Linked DNA regions of Drosophila melanogaster: region 1 is linked to region 2. A link is a contact called in public Hi-C data. All regions are on one chromosome and are shown on one strand. The core of a region is the stretch at or near the end of the contact, and the rest is flanking DNA. Distances in the headings are between cores, read along the strand shown.

Region 1 (5,467 bases), core at 1,661-4,160, 230 kb before region 2:
GTCGGGCCGCGAAATTATGGGAATTGGCAACACCCGGATGGGAACGGCCAGCGTTTGCACCTTGGACTTGACCCGTTGCGTAGCAATGGTGATCTTGTAGAAGTACCGGATGTTGTGGCCTCTGTACGTGGGTGGGCCATCGCGGGGAATGAATTCATTGAAAAAGTCTGCAAGGCGACTTGCTCGTTAGTAAAACCAAAAAGCTAAGAAGTAGGGCAAGCTCATCACTCACACATCTTGGTCTCTCCAGGCTGGAGGCGCAGGTCGCAGAAGAGGATCTTGGGCTTGGTGGCCACAATCACCTCTCCCGGCGCCTGCGTCACCGCATCCAAAGCCGTCCTGCCGATCATCTCCGTGAGCTCCGCGGCTCGGTCGCCCGCGGATGTAGAGTAGCTAGTTTTCCGGTAGCAGTGCAGCTGCGCCGAGGCCCAGGCCAGGTTCTCCTGGCTTCTGGTCGGTTTTGCATGGTGAATCAAGGGAAGAAAAACAGTTAACAACAGCTCGGCTCACCTTGCTTCGTTGGCATTGTGGACAGCCTGCGACGCGGCTGGCTCGTCGGAGAACACCTTGTGGGTGAACTCGATCAGGCACTGGACTCTCTCGCCCGTGGCGTAGATGGCCGAGTCCGCACGCAGCAGTTTCGCCTTAATTTCAATCATTTATTTACTTTTTTATTTGGTCGCGACTCCCGTAGAGTGACCGTCTGCAGGAATTGTTCGATAGGCCCGCCGATAGCGATAGCAGCCGTGCGCGTACGCCAACCACTTTTTAAATGTCCCACCTCTGATAAGTCGTGTTACTGAATTTAAATTTTCTTTTTACTCTAGCAGAATCCCAGGTAGGCCTTGGGTATAAGCTCGAAACATTGTCATTGCTGTCGCGCACGAGAACAACCAGTATTCAGCTATATTTTATAAAATCCACGCATTATGTTCAACGGCTTACCAACCTTGATGAAATACCCAGACCGATCGCCTTTTCTGTGCGGTCCCAGCGGATTTACATTCGACAATTGTCTGCGGTGAGTTGGAACACAGTTACACCTAATGGCCAGCAAGCCATATTCAACACCCAACCTTTTACAAACCAACCTTATTCAACGAATGACAAAGGAAAACATTTCGTTTGTTAATAATTAGTTGGTTAATAGTTCTAGTGGCACAACTTTGTTGAAAAAAATTGGGTAAGCCCGCTCTTTTGAAAAATGAATCAATTCATTGCCCATTGATACACGAGATAAGCATTTTGGCTCCCCTAAGATTCACCGAATTCCCATTTGGTTGAAAGAGATGGCATTTAGGTTTGCCAATGTTTGAATCGCAATATTTAATAAAGAGTTGCTGACACGGGGTATCTTGTAGTGCAGCCACTTCGCTGTGGCGACTTTTGCTTATGTGTTCAATTCTCGTCCGCAGCAACAAACAACTAAAAGAGAATGGCCTTGAGGAGCCGAATAGCTTTACTACTGGCACCACTGTGGTGGGCATCGTGTTCGACGGCGGAGTAATCATAGGCGCCGAGTCCAGGGCTACCAGCGGCGGCATAGTTTTCTCAAAGACGTGCCGCAAAATTATTGAGCTGCAGGCCAACATTTTGTGAGCATCTAGCTATCTATGAGTACGCCATAGACATAATATAATGGTACCTTGAAACCACACAGTGCCGCGGGAGCTGGAACCGCTCGGGACACGAAAGCCCTGGTGGAACTGACGCGGGCGCAGCTGGAGCTTCACCGGATGAACACTGGGTTCCGCAAAGTGCCGGTGTGCTGTGCCAACCAGATGATACGGCAGCTGCTGTTCCGTTTCAACGGGAATATAGATGCCGACATGATCATAGGCGGCGCGGATAACACCGGAGCGCATCTCTTCTGCACTCGCAGCGACGGCTCCACGGACACGGCGCCCTTCACGTCCATCGGCTCCGGCTACCAGGTATCCATGTCCATCCTGGAGTCACGGTGGTCGGAGGACCTCTCCGAGGAGTCCGCCTGCGCCCTGGCTTGCGACGCCGTGGCCGCGGGCATGAAGAACGACCTGTGCTCCGGAGGCAAGGTCAGCCTCTGCGTCGTGCGCTGCGACTTCTCGGTGCAATGGCCCGAGCAGCTCCCCCGCCAGGTCCCACCAACTCGCACCTATCGCCTGTCACCCAAGCCCGGCCGAACCACCATTCTATCCACCTTGGTGCATCCGGTGCTTTCGTGGCGGGGCGCCCTAGCTCTGCCCGAGCCAGGAGGTAGCCAGGAGCCAGGGCGAGGACCAGGCACTAGTGGTGCCGCCAGAGGGCAGGAGGCCCCGCGCAGATCCAACAGTCTGGACGAGCCGGAGGCCAAAAGAAAGAAACGCGGAGGGAGATAGGACCCGGCTTGGGTGATCCTCAATATCCTTACCACAAATTTCTTGATTGGTCGTAAGCGTTTAGTGAGTTACCGTGATTTCAAACTTTCCATCTGGAAATTGAAGCTTGTTGCGTTATCTTGTGCAAATTACACATTTTTTGTTTCGAGCACGACCTTCCACCAGGAGGAAAAGAGCTCTGTTACCCGGATATTTGTACGTAGATGGATTAAATCAAATTAAACCAAATTATTTAAAATCCAAATAAACCAAATTATCAAAAAAGGTTTTCAGAAGATTAAAGGCCGCGAAACAAGCCCTAAAACTGTTTTCCCGTCAAAAAGGATCTATCTGCTATGACATAAAAAATTAAAATTTTTAAATAAAGTAAAAAATACGTAAGAGAATGGACAAAACAAATCTAAAAATTTGAAAAAGTTAGATCGGATGGTTGTAGTCTTTGCTGAGTGGTTGATGAATGTGCTACGCCGTATCGGTGGCAAATTTAGGACATGCAAAAATTTGGCTTTATCAACAAGTGGCTCTGCGGTCATACTGCCTGTATTCTGCGCAATCCTGCCTGCGGTCACACCGCGGAAAAATGTCGAAGGCGCGCGTTGCTCGCGTTTCTTGAGTTCTTGATTCTCATGAAATTGACAACAAATTCGCAACAAGTGCGGTGATCTTTGTTATTCTCTGCTCTTCGCCCGTCTTGAAATCGCAGTGTGTGTGCGGTTGTCGATTTGATTCGTTTCGATTTGGTCAGTCTCGCGATTTCGATTTCTCCGCAACATTTGTATTCGCATTTCCCTGCGCACTTGGCTATCTTAGACGCCGACGTCGACTGCGCAGCCGCCGCGCCGCGACGTGAAATGTGCAATAACAAGTTAAACAACAACTACGTAGCAGCAACAACACATCGACAGAGTTAACCAATATTTAATTGCGGGCTTAATTAAATTAGCCGGCCCCACAGTGCAGTGCAAAAGTGCGCAAGACTAAAAAAAGGAGGACAACGCCGCTCATTCTTCGCTCCCACTTGGAATTCAAAGCTGGATAAATTGGATTAAACCGGGCGACAAGAAATTAAAAGTACGGTACGTCAGACAAAGACTGCCCCCACCCCCTCGCCATAGCTGATATTTATGAGTTTCACCACCCCCTCTCGAAAACAAAAGCAACAATTGCCATGTCCGGCTTAGCAACAACAAAAAACGACGGCATTCCAATGGCGTCTGCTTTGTTTTCCACATACTGGAAGCCACCCGCTCCTCTTTAAGCTGCCTTTCCTTCCACTTCCAGCGGGGGAAAGGGACTCTTTAAGCGGGATGTGGTTTTGCGCTTCTCCATTTCCTCGTTCTTTGCGAGAAAAAGAAAAGGGTGCGTCGACATTTCTATTGTTGTTGTTTTCGTGGCGGTATTTTCTTATACTTTATTTTGTTGCTCACCTTCACACGTTATCAGAGTATTCATTTTGATCGTTTGTTTCGCTGGCGATGCGAAGAAGTCTCCACTGGAGTTTCGTGCTCCCTCACGCCAAACAGTTATACCTGTTTCCACAAAGAGCGCGCGCGCGCGATAGAGAGAGAGAGAGGGTGATAAAACCAAGCAACAGAAATATCTCCAGTAGAGAGCGCCACTGGAAGATCGGAATTTTTAGTGCTCTGCTCTGACTAACAGGTTTTAGTAGTAGTGCTTACTTTTCTACTACGATTTTTGTCGCGGCTAACAATTCTGTTTTCCCACTCCCTCTCTCAGTTTTTGCATGGTAACTTTTCGGTCATTGTACTGTTGTTGTTGTCTTGCACACCGCAAGAGAACAACAACAATCGGAGAAACACTGATAGCGCGGTACAGTGGGGCAGGCCAAACTAGAACCTATACATTTAAGATGTCTCCAATTTGTGATTTTGCCTTTCAAGCATACTAGTTCATAGTTGATTGTTTTGTTATTATCGGTCTTGAATGCGATGTTTAAAGAAATCTTATTTTCGAATTACGATATTATTCTTATTCCTTTGACTTATTAAAATAAATGAAAACGGCGAGTAGAGCAAAAGAGCGACCACTGTGGCTCCACAAGCTCGTTTCTCTGTTTCTCATTCGCGCCAGCTCCAATTTCGCCTTATTCACACACACACCTCACTGCTTGCGACTGCAAATTTGTGCAGCTGAACTTTGTACTTCTCGTGTTTTCACATGACTCATGGGCTTTATTTTGGTTCTTGTTCCCCTTAATTTGGGAATTAAAACGAGCAAGATTTGACGGTGTAAAAAGTGTTACCTGCGCTGTCATCAATGGGCGCGCTCCACATTCCAATGACCTTATCGCGGGCTCTCTTGCCCCACAAACAGCCGAGCGAGATAAACCAAAATTGTAATGCCACAATGCAGTTTCGTTGACATCAGCTGATAAGGGCGCCAAAGGAGAGCAGGCCACCAATTACCCCTCCCTCCAGAAAGTGCACTAAACCAATACCAATGGCCGAGCAAACAAGCTAAACAAATACAAATACCAATAACGAAAACCGAAAACAAGTGCGGGGAGCAAACCGAATGTGGGCCGGCGATCCCATGCAAGGCCCATGCGGAGCGAAAGAGATGGGGAAACTGGCCCACGAGCACAGGTGAAAGATAATCTTATTACGCCACGGCAAAAGAGCCGCAATCCAAACAGCAAGTCGATAAAAGCGGTCCCAAAATTAACGTAGATCAGGGAGTGATGCAATGGATAGCACTCTTTACTTTCTATTGATTCAGTTTACAATGGGATTCCTTTTCCAAATATACCCTTCACTAATATTTTTATGATCCATTATTAAATTATTGGTTTTGTTTGCGTCCTAAATAACCATGAAAATAAACTACTTCTGTTCTTAAATTTCCAATTACATTTTTATTTTCTCTAAAGAACTGCTGAGGATTATACAATTTCTTTGAATGTATGACATTATTTAGTCGTGATTTAAGCACAAACCTTACAATTTATTTCAAACTTGATGATGTGTATCAGGTAAGAGTTGGGCACATAATATTGACCCATTAAGAGGAAATGAAACGTTATCAGCTAACAAACGTAACACCTAAATAGCCACAGTTGACGGCCTGTTAAACGATAAGTTGGTCAAAAC
Region 2 (5,223 bases), core at 389-2,888:
CGCAGACGATGACGATTCCCCATAATCAGGGGAATTAATATGGAAATATATGCAGCGCTGAACAAAACCGCAAAAGTAAACGGAGAGCACCAAACTCAACCCACGAAAACCAAACGCATGTTTGTAAGTTCTGTTATAAGTAAGGGAAAACGTGGCAAGCTTAAGTGGGCAAAAGGGGTGTTTGTGCTGCACAGTGGGAAAATATAAACACAAAGAGATGTTTTTGTTTTTATTTTAATTTAAAATTAGCTCTTTTATTTTATTTTTATTCACGCTACCTGTAGTGCAAAAGGGTAAGCTGGATTCCTTAAAAAGTATTTATCAGGAAAACGGACGGAAAAAAAGGACACAGGGACGGAGTTACGGGCGGACAAACGGACGGACTAATGAACAGACAAACGGACATACGAATGGAATGCAGAAGGATACAATGACAGACAGTCGCCGATCCTGATTAGGAAATTACATCTGATCAGTACTTCTGAACAAATCTTGAAACTTTATATTTTAGAAGAAACGGATGACGTAATCTAGTTGTATTTTGACTGTATCAGAGAATACTTTCAGTTTCTCTATATGGATTAATTTGTACACTACCAATATATGGCAATTATACATTTAATTTACATGTAAGTAGATACATTCAGACGGAAAATCAAAAAAGTACGTTGCGAACAATGAAGCGAAATTCAATTGTCTCTAACTCTTTGTTTTCCGTGTATACCAGCTGTGAAAAAGCAATTGAAACAAGAGTTTCATTTAATTTTGCGTCGGCCGGCACAGGCAGGCCAATCCGCCCAGCGCCCATTTCTCAGTGTCTTGGCGGGTCTTACGTTGATGTTTTATAGCGCATTAATTTCGAAAGTAGCGCTACGTGTGCCAAAAATCATTAGCAACGGAATTACGCTCAATGAAATGCAGTCGGCGTCGCCGGCAAACAAAAGCCCTCCGAGGGAGATAATACAGCGCGGCCAGGCCAGGCCAGACCAGAGCAGACCATGCCGTCCTCCGTCGATTACGATGGCGATATCGTTGCCGGAACAGGGAACCCAGAACGGTCTGGGGGTGGGTTATGGAATGGTAGCTGCCGGGGAAAACGGCAGTGGAAGTCGCTTATAAATTTACCCTAACGACAAGTTAAATGCTAAACACGAAATGCTTCAAGCCGAAGGGTTCTCATTCCAAAAACCTCGGATACATTTGAATACAAGTCGCTGATTCTGCTGTCAAGATGAAGGCTTCATACGTGAATTTGAAAGTATATGTGAACTGATTAAATCCGTAAATCCATAGGCACAGTAAAATCTTTAACGGAATATATATCTTTTTCAACCAATCCTTTTTATACTGGCAATAAGCAGTCCTTCATTAATTTAATATATTTATTGACATAGATATGGAAAGTATAATCTATATATACAATTGAATTACTGGAACTTAACCACCCAGAATTACATTATCAAACAAGTTCTTTACCATTTGTTATGCCGTCAATATTGTGATATTTCTTAATTTAATTCGTTTATGGGCACTTGAATGTATAATTATTCGATTTAATTAGTAAAACTTGAGCAACTAGAATTTTGAAAACAGCCCATTTCAATGACTCTGCGTTCGGAAAATAGAGCACATCGCGCTTATCCAATTTTATTCCGTATCGATGGCAATCTTATCACTTGGGAATAAACCATTATCAGATAATAGGCGGAACTAATTCGCCTAATGAAATTATGCAAATGGCAGTCAGTTTGATTTTGGCACAGCAGGTGCGAGCACTCCACACCACTGGAAACATAGACCCATACTATGTTCAAGTCCAAGTCCTTCGATTTGGTCATTGAGGAAAAGACAAAGAAACCGGAACGGCTCTACCAACCTCGTCGGATGCGATGGCTTAAATATATCATCCTGCCGGCAGTCTTCTCCTTTGCGCTTCTGCTGATCCTGGTCAATGTGGACTTCTCCGATAATAGTGAGGATTCCACGCATCTGGGCAATGACACATCGCTCATTATATCTGGCTATGGATTTGAAAATAACACACTGCGCCGGGGATTTTTCTCCGGAGGAATTGCATTGCATAGCCTTGTCATCGAGAACTGCACCATAGTTCATATCAACGACGCAGCTTTTAATCAGGAAAGCACTGTGAACATAACAAGCCTGCAGCTCATTAATGTGCAATTGGAAAACTTGACTGAATCTGCCCTGGAAGGTCTTCAAAAGCTTCAGAACTTTACTCTAGTCAATGAAAATAATCACTTCAGGCCATTTGGATTCCTCTCAGCTGTGGCTGAATCGTTAGTCAGTGCGGAAATCCACCAGTCACTAGCCGCGGCAATATCGTATTCAGTGTGTGATTTTTTGGGATCCCGGAATTTCCCACAGTTGAAATATTTAGATCTGAGTGGCACACACTTGGACAAAAGCCTTATTAAAGAGTCCTTTGACAATCTGCCCGCGTTGGAACAACTACTTCTAAGGAACTGTGGGTTGGGCAACATCGAGTGGGAAATCGTGAGGCCAAGACTCAAATTGTTGCACTATTTGGACTTGGGTGGAGCTCAAAAGACGGGCAACTATGAACATCAGTTGGACGTATCCGCGTTCTCTCCTGAGACAACTACTAACGCTGAAGAGATATCTACTATCCTAGCGAAGAGAGCGATGGCTCCAGAAGTAGTGGGCACCACTACACTAGGACCTACTACTTCCATAGAAATTTCACCACCATCAACACAAAGTACAACAACACCCAAAGAAGAAAGTACATCTATGACAGAAACAACGATATTAACAACACCATCGCCAAAATGCGAAGAGGAACTTTGCCAGGATCTAGAGTGCTCCAGAATTACCACCGATACGGTTGCATCTGCAGATCTGGGAAAATCGTCGTGCCAGGATGGTTTACTGGTGGAGATCTGCGAATCGACTTGCACCACTCCCACATTCTTCTGTGTGATATTAGGCGAGAACTTTACCTCCGCATCCAACTGTTGTTCCCACCATACCATGCGATGTGTGGTCTCTGCACAGGTCTCCTGGTTCGAGGACCACAGCGGACTGGTCATTGGCTTGGGAGTGGGTCTCCTCTTCATCGGCAGCTTCCTCGGCATGCTCATCGTCTTCGGAACCCTGCGCCTGAATCCATCCTGGTTGCGAGGCAATAAGCGGCGGGAGTCGAATACGATAGGACTGATTCAGGGAAGATTTGAGAAGGACCCGTATGAGCAAGTGGGGTAGGTCTTTTAAAGAGCACATAAGTGGCAGCACTTTTTTATGATACGTTATCTAATTCATTGTTTCGCCAAATACTACGTTTCCTCCAATGTCGGAATGATTATAATCATTTAAATTAGGTTTACGATGTGAGATCTTTTTAAAATATCCCTTTAAATAGTTCCTTTCTTAAAATCAATATATTTAATATTTTGAAAATTGACACATACCCACTCACCTTTCCGTCTTCGCAGAGGTCCGATTGCTACTATTGACAACAACGAGTACGTCACCGCCTATCACCGTTACCTGGAGCAAGCAAATCACCGCCCCACGGAGTCGAACAAGTATATCCGCCCGCCCAGGGACAGGGCTCCTTCTGTTCCGCCCTCCAGCGATTATCCATTACCACTTCCGGCAAGGAATTGCAACGTATACGAGAGCTGTGAACTGTACGAGGAACTTCCGTAGACATATTTCGCCCAACGACGTGTACAATAAAGATATAAATGTACGTACGAGTTCGAAAACAATATTCAGACACGATGTATTCAACACATTCCTTTTGCGAGAAATTGTGGGGGATTAATCCACCAAATGAATGTTTAAGATTGATGTTAAAATGAAATACAATTAAAATCACTGCTAGATGTGTAACGAATTAAGTTCCAATAAAAGCGAAAAGTAAACCGAGTTTGAACGGCAGGAGATATGAGTAAGTCTAAGTCTCTAAGTGCGGCATGATGACATACCCAATTATACTCGCTTGTTCTGCTTTGCATCTTGTTATAGAACTGGGCCCCATGTCTGGATTCTGTGGAAGTTTGCACAGTTCAATGCTTTTATTTAGCTTTAATGAGCCCCAGTTGGCGCAAAAACTCCATCTGAATGCGCCCCATTGTGGAAACAGCTTTCATCCCGGCACTTGCCCTTCCACGGACCCGGAGATACACTCGTAGTGCACAGTTTGTTGACTTGCCACATGCACAATAAAATATTTTTGCAAGCGCTTTTTATGGCTGACATGTCATTTAATACACACACAAGCGCTAAGATCTTTTTTGCGAGCGCTTTGCCAATTTATTTGTGCCCCTCGTTCCAGTTTGGATATTTGTTTTTTGGTGCCCTGCAGGCTGTCGCTGCCACAATTTCCCAGGCACATCCCATCCCCAGAACCAAAGGGGAGGGGAGTCGGGGGCCCTGTCAAAGTCCGGCCAAGTCTCTCGGCCATATGTTGCACACATTATGCTTACTTAACAATTAGAGACGCTCTTGTAATTCCACAAAATTGCTTTGTTCGCCAGTATTTTTTCGCTCCGGGGAGGGCGGGCGGCTTTGGGGAGGTCTGTACGATATACTGTACTATGAGCGGTACACAATGGTGAGGGGAAGCAGGCGGAGGGGAAGGGTAAGGGGAAGGAAGTGCCGCAGAGTGGCTTTGTGCTCCTGCTTTTCAGAGCTCCTTGGTCACTGAGCTGTGAATCGTTATGAGCTTTAAATCCGAGGAAAATGCTTTGATATCCAGACTGTTGTGTGTGGAAACCGGAACTGACTAGCGGTGAGTCAGAGGGGAAGCTAAGAAAAGGCTCAGCATTCCGAAGAAATATCTTTGAAAGCTCAGAATATCTAATACTTGCTGAAGATCGTGGCAAATCCGAACATAAGTTCGCTTTGGTAAGCTTTTCAATCCCTTTGTTGCAAGGCCTCTACCCTAAAACAATATTATTATTTAAACAACAACTTCAAAATGGTTATAATAAAAAAATAAATAAAACAAATGTGTATGCTTTCATGCACGACATAATTCTCAGATTACCGATGAAAACTATTTCGATTAAATAACTTACATGTCGAGAATCTTACGTTCCCAGAAGAGGCTACCCCTCTGCACACTTCACTGGTGGCAATAAGAGGAGACCTGGATTCCCATTATCTCAAGTGCGAGACGAGGGAAACCCTAGACGAAGTCACAGCCGAATGCATCTGGACAATCCCACATGC

The links. A called contact is a pair of places that touch in the nucleus more often than the background predicts.
Region 1: a Hi-C map of the Kc167 cell line shows a contact between it and region 2, with 2.5 times the contacts expected there. A contact is called at or near these places in 20 of 107 Hi-C or Micro-C datasets (the Kc167 cell line, the ML-DmBG3-c2 cell line, the S2 cell line and 6 more) and 1 of 7 datasets of targeted methods (the Kc167 cell line).

What each region holds. Positions count from the first base shown.
Region 1 is chr3R:5,214,899-5,220,365 of dm6, reverse strand. cno (canoe) reads left to right here and starts at 2,910. Exons shown (of 20, transcript NM_001316565.1): 1 at 2,910-3,433. Prosbeta2R2 (Proteasome beta2 subunit-related 2) reads left to right here and starts at 838. Exons shown (of 3, transcript NM_141258.4): 1 at 838-1,021; 2 at 1,416-1,595; 3 at 1,661-2,615. The coding sequence starts at 930. The coding sequence ends at 2,357. CG1116 reads right to left here and starts at 709. Exons shown (of 5, transcript NM_169028.3): 1 at 233-709; 2 at 1-167. The coding sequence starts at 350.
Region 2 is chr3R:4,980,647-4,985,869 of dm6, reverse strand. It overlaps CG14662, which reads left to right and starts at 1,638. Exons shown (of 2, transcript NM_141253.2): 1 at 1,638-3,242; 2 at 3,477-3,871. The coding sequence starts at 1,807. The coding sequence ends at 3,693. It overlaps lncRNA:CR43424 (long non-coding RNA:CR43424), which reads left to right. Exons shown (of 2, transcript NR_048322.1): 1 at 1-629; 2 at 728-1,372. It also overlaps asRNA:CR43478.